Linked DNA regions of Sus scrofa: region 1 is linked to region 2. Evidence: chromatin contacts called from public HiChIP or PLAC-seq data. All regions are on one chromosome and are shown on one strand. Each heading gives the region's core, a stretch centred on a gene start, on an enhancer-like site or on the middle of the called end of the contact. The rest is flanking DNA. Distances are from core to core; before and after follow the strand shown.

Region 1 (3,768 bases), core at 63-2,562, 300 kb after region 2:
GAGCTCACAAGGTTGTGACTGAATTCATTTCCTTGCTGGCTGTAGGACTGAGGTCCTTGTTTTATATCTAGGTGGCAGTTGAGGGTCTATCACAACTCCTGCAGATCCCAGTGGTTCTTGCCATGTGACCTCTCATGGGCCCTCTCAGAACATGACAACTGACTCCTTCAAAGCCAGCAGGACAGTCTCTGACCTCGGGGAGGGCCCTAGTCCCTCTTTTAGAGGGCTCACTTAATTGGGTTGGACCACTAAAATAATCTCTCTTTTAATTCACTCAAAGTCAACTGATTAGAGACCTTAATCACATCTTTAAAATGTCTCCACCTCTGCTATATAACTGCAAGATAATCTCAGGGGTGCTATGCCATCACATTCACAGGTCTTACCCATTCTCAAAGAGGGGAGATTTTATGGGATGTGTACCCCAAGAAGCAAGAATCCTGGGGGTCATCTTAGAATTCTGCCTACAACATGGGAGGGACCACCACGATGGAACTGGCAACAATTAATCCCAAACTACTACATGTGAGTGTGTGTGGTGTGTGTGTGTGTGTGTGTGTGAGACACAATCATAAACTCAGGAACTTGCTTCTGAAGATGGGCTCCCTAAAAGTGTAAAATCCCATACTTAAGATCCACAACTATCACATAGAATATTTATTGTTTATTTATCAGGACAATTCTGCAATAGCACATGCATTTAAGGCTTTCACTCCCTAAAACCAAGTGAAATCTTGAGATAATTCCAATGATAGGACAGGAGCCCAGATATGCCTTTCAGCAATGACTTTCTCTCACCTGGAAAACTACAAAGTGAATTTGAAACCACTGGTAACACCGTGGCAGTCACATGGATAAGATTTTTTTAAAAAAGGAAGAAGAGAAACATCAGGAGCCTTTAAGCTGTTTTCTAAATTTGACATCAGCAGAATATTTATGTTGGCAGTATCCTGTAAATCGCAGCAGGAGATTTGACAGGAGGCACTCTATGCATAACCCATGTGAGCCCCAGATCAAGAAGAGAGTATTTGCATAAACCGAATCCTAGAGACCATGTCATCGCGATCATTCTCTTCCTCCTTCCTCCCTCTCCACCCTGCAAGCTAGTGGGGTTGAGTTTCCTGGGCTACCTTCCATGAACATCAAGGAATGCAACAGAGATGAATGTTACATTGACACCAGCAGAGCTACCACAGAAAACTGTTTGTCCACCCTTTTCATTTCTCAGTACCAGCAAGCATCTGAAGACTTTGCACCTGTTCTAGTTAGCCCTGGCAAATGCAGCCTGTATTTATATTAATAGAATGATGTTTTCATAACAAAATGGATGTGCAGCGATCACGGACTCATGCTGGATGCTCTCATAAGCGCCCAGATCGGGGGAGGGGCAGCTCTTACATAAAGCCCCATGGCAAGGGGGAAAGACGCGCAAAGCCCACGCTGAATCATCGGACAGGTTGAGAACTTGTTCAGGAATGGCCCGACTCGTGTATTGGAAATTAAATTAGATTCTCGATTAAGAGGAAAATACGCTGGAGAGAAATGGGCTTTGCAAGGGCAGTTCGGGGCTCTGAACTCTTTTGTATTCCGTCTCCTGTTTCTGTAATGTGTGTCTTATCTCCCCAGAGGGGAGCAGAAAACTGGTGAGATCATACTTGGCTCAATTCCTGAAAGTTTGTTTTGAGTCACCAGTGTAAATATGGCCCACCCAATCTGTACATTTGCACAAATTAACTGAAACCAGCTACCCAATTCCTACTTCACTTTTGGATCTGTTGATTAACCCTGACAGCTGTAACCTCATTAGTCCAAGCTCTGGCCGTTCCAGAGCAGCTGTCAAATTAGGAAGAAGTGGACTCACTGAAGTCGCCTATGGACCAGGCACGTTAAAATCAATAGACGCTCTAAAAGGTTTCAGTTTATGATTCTAATTCTAATGTATGTGATGCGGTGGGCTTTTCACCCAGATCCGTAATATGGGCCTGAAATCGGTTCTTTACGGAGAAACCAGAGGCTCTATCACAAGGCAAGAACATAGGTTTTATCTGGAGAGTTTGGATCTGTATCAGTTGAAAATGGGTTTTTAGCATGCATTATAACACAGACATTTTAATATATTTGAAAATATTAGTTCCTAATGTATTTTTTGGCATGAGAGATTTTGTTAGTTTTGACAAGAGGCCAACAAAGTCTTGACTACAGAAATAAGAAAAATCTTACAGCTGGCCCTCAATGGAAAAGTAGAGATAAAAAGTGAGGAAAGGACTAAAACACACTCCAATAGGAATGCGGTTTCCCAAAATAGAACACGGATCCCTTCTGTAAGAATCTCTAAGGAAGGAGTAGGGAGGGAAATTCCCAATGTCTTTTCTTTAAAATCTGAAGGGCCAGGGAAGGAGATGACTTTCCATCCACCAAAGTGTTGCCAAGAACAGTGGAAACAGGTCAAATGCAGTGTGTGAACTTCTCTTGCAGCATTTTCATTGTGGGGAGATAGCACAGGGGAGCCGAAGAAGTTCTGAAGGAAGAATCTGGAGACTTCAGTTCTGATCCCAGTACTGTCCCAGTTCTGCCAAGTCCACCAGTGCGTGTTTGAACAAGTTCCTTCACCTCTCTAGATCTCAGTAGACTCCGTTTATAAAATGAGGTTTTCCAGATGAGTGAAATGATCCCTCTATCTTTAATGACTGTGGACTCTTTGCACAAATCATGAGAAGCTTCTCCTCCATGGCCCAAGGTGGATCTAGGTATGAGGTTTTTTTCTCTTCAGGGTAATTCTCTTCTACTCTTTGCAGTGCCCCTTAGCCTATTATGCAAACAGGTGCTGTCCTTTGGCGCCCCCTGGTGATGGCTGGGGCTTTTACATGCACCTTCCCCCACGTGGCCCTAGAAGATAAAAATGCCAACTCTGGGAACCTTCCCCAGTAGAACACAGTTTGCTGCTCACCAGGGGGAAAAGCAATCCAAAAACTCATTACTGTCACTTTATAGCTTTAACACACTGCTTTCTTGAGACTTAAGGGACTATGCAGATTTTATTTAAGTAGCATTAATCAGACGCTCTATTGGCATAAATATTATCAACTCCTAGCCTGTTCCAAATTGAAGGATTTAGAAACAATAAGGACTTCTACTTTCATTATTGTGAGGAAACAGACCAGTAAAATAAGAAGTATTTAAGTGTTTAAGAGAGGCCAAGTGTTTCCTTTGCACATGACTAATTTAAATTACCAGAAATATCAGAGAACGTATGCTCTGGTGTTTCCTAAATGGGAAAGCACTAGGAGTTTATTGAGCCTTTTCCCATACCTTTCCTTCAATTTAAAAATCATTTACAGGAAAACTCTGTGAGTCGAAAGTCAGTTAAGATGAAAAAGTAAAGAAAATCATTTTTGTTGTTTGTTGTTATGGAAAGACAGATAACTATATTTTAAGTATCATGAACCACTGGGAATTAGATTCTACTCTCAATCATGACAATTTACAGTTAGATTATATTTGCCTTAATCGTGTCAGTCCCACTTTTTCTTGTTTATAATTATATTCTGTTCCTTTCACTTTGAGGCTCTGTTGAACATAGTAAAAAGATGTCTTTGATTTAGTGTAAAAGCAGATACATCTTTCATTTAAATGCCAAACGTTGTGACTATCCAAAGAAATTAACCAAATACAATGTGAAGGAAAAAAGACAAAACTCAGAAAACTTTAATTATTCTATGTTGACTACAGTGACTTTACCATGGGCTACTAATGCTAAGCCCTTTCAAG
Region 2 (3,840 bases), core at 1,290-3,789:
TCAGCACTACAAACCAGAAAAAGACACAGAGGAAACTTAAATGCATGTTACTCAAGTGAAAAAAGCCAATCTGAAGGGGCTACATACTCTATGATTCTAATTACATGGCACTTTGAAAAATGCAAAAACCATGGCAACAGTAAAAAGACTTGTGGTTGCCAGGTGTTGGAGGTGAGCAGAGGAAATGGATAAACAGGTGGAGCACAGAGGATTTCTAGATCAGTGAAAATACACTGATACTTTATACAGTTTTTTTTTTTCTTCCATTTTTCTTTTTGTCTTTTTTGAGGGTCACACCCACAGTATATGGAGATTCCCAGGCTAAGGGGCTGAATTGAAGCTGTAGCCACTGATCTACCCCACAGCCACAGCAATGCCAGATCTGACCCATCTGTGACCTACAGCACAGCTCACGGCAATGCCGGATCCTTAACCCATTGAGTAGGGCCAGGGATAGAACCCATGTCCTCAGGGATACGAGTCAGGATCATTATGCTGAGCCACAATGGGAACTCACTTTACAGCATTTTTACATCTATCTTACCAGCGAAAATAATATTATAATGAGGGAGCCATGTCCTTACTCATTTGTCCAAACCCACAGAACATACAACATCAAGAACTATAAGGCTCTAAAACTATGGACTTTGGTTCATTACGATGTGGGTTCATCAATTGCAACAAATATACCACTCAGGTGGGCGATATCGATACGGAGGAGGCTACGCATGTACTGGGATAGGAGGTACAGAGAAAATCTCCATACCTTCCCCCCAATTTTTCTGTAAACCTAAAATTGCTCCAAAAAATGAAGTCTTAACAAAATAAATGAAAATATTAACTTTGAAACCACTATAACTATTTCATGATATACATGTTAACTCATTATTGGTTCAGGATCTAGCTATATTACACCAGAGCTTAAGGAGTTTACTCTGGATGGTCAAAGGAAGGAGAAAGGTAAGAAATGTCTAACTAATGCAATGTTGAAGAGTCCTTTTTAAATGGCAGGATTGACCTCTATTTTTTAATAATAGGCGGTTTATTTCAATGTTGAATGACAACATAAAAGGCAAGAGATCAAGACTATCCTTTTTCTTTTTCTTTATTCAATGGACTAAAGCACAGAGTTAATTCAAGTACAAGTAAATCATTTGCAAGGATAAGTTTGTGAAGAGACTACCTACGAATACACCTACCAGGGAATAAAGACCTTTCTAGTTTAGCTGATGAAGATAATGATCTTCGGCAACACAATGACATAACATTTATACTTATAAAGAAGTTTATGGTTTAGAAAGCACAGTCTTAGAGTTTCCATGTGGCTCAATGGTTAACGAATCTGACTAGGAACCATGAGGTTGCGGGTTCAATCCCTGACCTTGCTCAGTGGGTTAAGGATCCAGCGTTGCCATGAGCTGTGGTGTAGGTCGCAGATACGGCTCAGATCCTGAGTTGGTGTGGCTCTGGCGTAGGCTGGAGGCTACAGCTCTGATTAGACCCCTAGCCTGGTAACCTCCATATGCTGCAGAAGCAGCCCTAGAAAAGGCAAAAAGACAAAAAAAAGAAAAGAAAAGAAGAGAAAAGAAAAGAAGAGAAAAGAAAAGAAAACAAAAGAAAAGAAAAGAAAAGAAAAGAAAAGAAAAGAAAAGAAAAGAAAAGAAAAGAAAAGAGAAAAAAAAGCACAGTCTCACCCTGACCCCACTGGGGCAAGGAGAGAGGAAGGTTATACGTATGGAAAGAGGCTCAGGGGAGTTAAGTTGCTATAGATGAAGTATATGGGTAACTCAGTGACCGAAACAGAGGCTAGAAACCATTTTTCTGACCCTCAGAATAGTGTTCTTGCTAAAATACTGTTATCTTTCCTTACTCTTTCATAAATTGTAAGTCTAGTATTCTATCGTCAAGATTTCTGATTCCTGATAACAGAAAATTCACCTACTTCCCAAGAATTTTTGCATTAAAATGGAAAATGAAGTTTACAAAAGTGCACATATACAAATGTTTTTTATATATTCTACTAAGACAATATGCATATTTATGTGTCAATTATAACAGAAAAAAAATTAGTGCTACAAGTGATATGGCCTCATAAAAAATGACATGACACCCTTTCTGGGTCCATTTTTTTTTTTTCAATTAAAACTGATACCTTAATGTTTTGCGGGAGATAAAAAAGCACTTCTCTCTGTGCATAGATTAGACTTTGAGGTCATGACAAAGACAGAACTGAATTTCCGCAATATAAAGTGACAGAAATTGAGGACACTGAGGACAAAGAAGAGAAATCCAAAATACCTGGAATAGATGGAGAGGTGCAAAGAAATAAGACAAAGAGAGACTGTGGGATTCTGGTTCAAAACACAGGGACCTCAGGACGGATGACCAGTGAGCAATGCATGACCAATGGATTTCTATAAACTCCGATGTGTGACAGTGAGTTTCAAGTTCCTGCTTATATTTCCCTGCACTCACTCTACAGCCTGACCCAGAAGTTCTTAAGCATCTGCCATAGTACCTGCCTTCTGTCCACAGACTCTCAGGCAGCAGTAACTCGAGAAGGCTGTGGGCAGTGAGAGACAGTATGGGGGGAGGGCACTACCCTTCCAGTCCAAGAGCCATGGTGGAGTTCCAAGGGAGGGCAGAGAAGTAGGCAGCAGCATGGGCTGACTCCAGAAAACAGGAGCTCCCACTTGCTGCTCTCAAAAAGCTGGCTGACTTAAGGGCACAGAGGCTAGAAACATCCGGGGTACCCATGTTCTCTCATTCACCTGTTCTGACCCACTGTCCTGCATCTGTGTTTCTGACTTTAGGACCCTGAAGAATATGATCTGTGGAGTCTAATCTGAGAAATAATAAGTAATCAGGTTTACTAGATAAATGTTGACACTTGTGCAATCAGTTTGAGCCCATAAATATAACTAAAAATGCAAAAACTACAGTACGAATATTTCATAGAAGTACTTGGTTATAAGGTCATGGGGTCGTTTACCATGACTCAAAAATGTGCTCGGTAATTTTGTCTGCTCAAAGATACAACAGTTGAGAAGTCTGTAAAAAGAACTTGAATGCCACATTCACAAGAACTGTATCTATAGACACCTGGGTTTATGGATCTCAATATAAGGAATGTTCTTCTGAATCTCCTCTCAATCATATCAGACATATAGTCTATTTCAAGTTCATGGGTACCCTGTCTTCCAATTCAACTTCCACCCCAACTCAAACACACTTCTAGTTCTTCTAAACCAATTTCTAACCTAACCACTTAATTACTATCACACACTTACTTATTTCTAGTGATCTCTGCACGTGCAAGCTAAGCAAGCTCCTGGGAAATAGTCATTCCACAAATTCAATATAAGGCGCTGTCCTACAGGCTGTGGCTGGTAAAATGAAGAAAAAGATGTAGATGTAGTCCACCTTGACTAGGTTTACAATCTGGTTATGGAGGCATGGGAGAAATCAATTAATACATAGCTTACAATATAACTCAGCACAGCGTTCCACTTGTATCTACACTGCTTTGCATTTTTAAGACGTATTTTATAAATCACATATTTTATTATGTTACTTGGCTTCTCAAATTTGTTTAAGAAGTATGCTCAAAATCTTAGGGCTGAATATAGCTCCTCTTCCTGGAGCATCATTTTCAACATGTTTGGGGTTAGGAGAGAGACAATGCTTGAGTAAGATAGTTTAACTATATTTTTAAAATGCATTTCATATTTTAAACATAAAGATATATTATGGAGGAGGATGCAAAACATAAATGATTCTTTTTATTTTTCCACTCACAGCATATGGAAATTTCCAGGCCAAGGATCAAATCTGAACTGC

The links. HiChIP or PLAC-seq counts read pairs in DNA pulled down with a chosen protein or histone mark.
Region 1: a contact with region 2 is called in an H3K27ac HiChIP or PLAC-seq map of skeletal muscle. The contact joins two enhancer-like sites. A contact is called at or near these places in 1 of 47 Hi-C or Micro-C datasets (epiblast stem cells) and 1 of 2 datasets of contacts at active chromatin or transcription factors (skeletal muscle).

Annotation. Positions count from the first base shown.
Region 1 is chr1:30,781,904-30,785,671 of Sscrofa11.1, forward strand. No RefSeq gene overlaps it. Among named protein-coding and RNA genes, the nearest start is that of RPS12, 140 kb to the right of the region's middle. Within about 2 kb of position 1,313, at least 6 of the 83 cell types and tissues checked have an H3K27ac peak or open chromatin away from gene starts, as enhancers often do. A contact at or near this core is called in skeletal muscle, where this site is marked.
Region 2 is chr1:30,481,897-30,485,736 of Sscrofa11.1, forward strand. All of the region lies in intron 2 of EYA4 (eyes absent homolog 4), which reads right to left. Among named protein-coding and RNA genes, the nearest start is that of EYA4, 92 kb to the right of the region's middle. Within about 2 kb of position 2,540, at least 1 of the 83 cell types and tissues checked has an H3K27ac peak or open chromatin away from gene starts, as enhancers often do. A contact at or near this core is called in skeletal muscle, where this site is marked.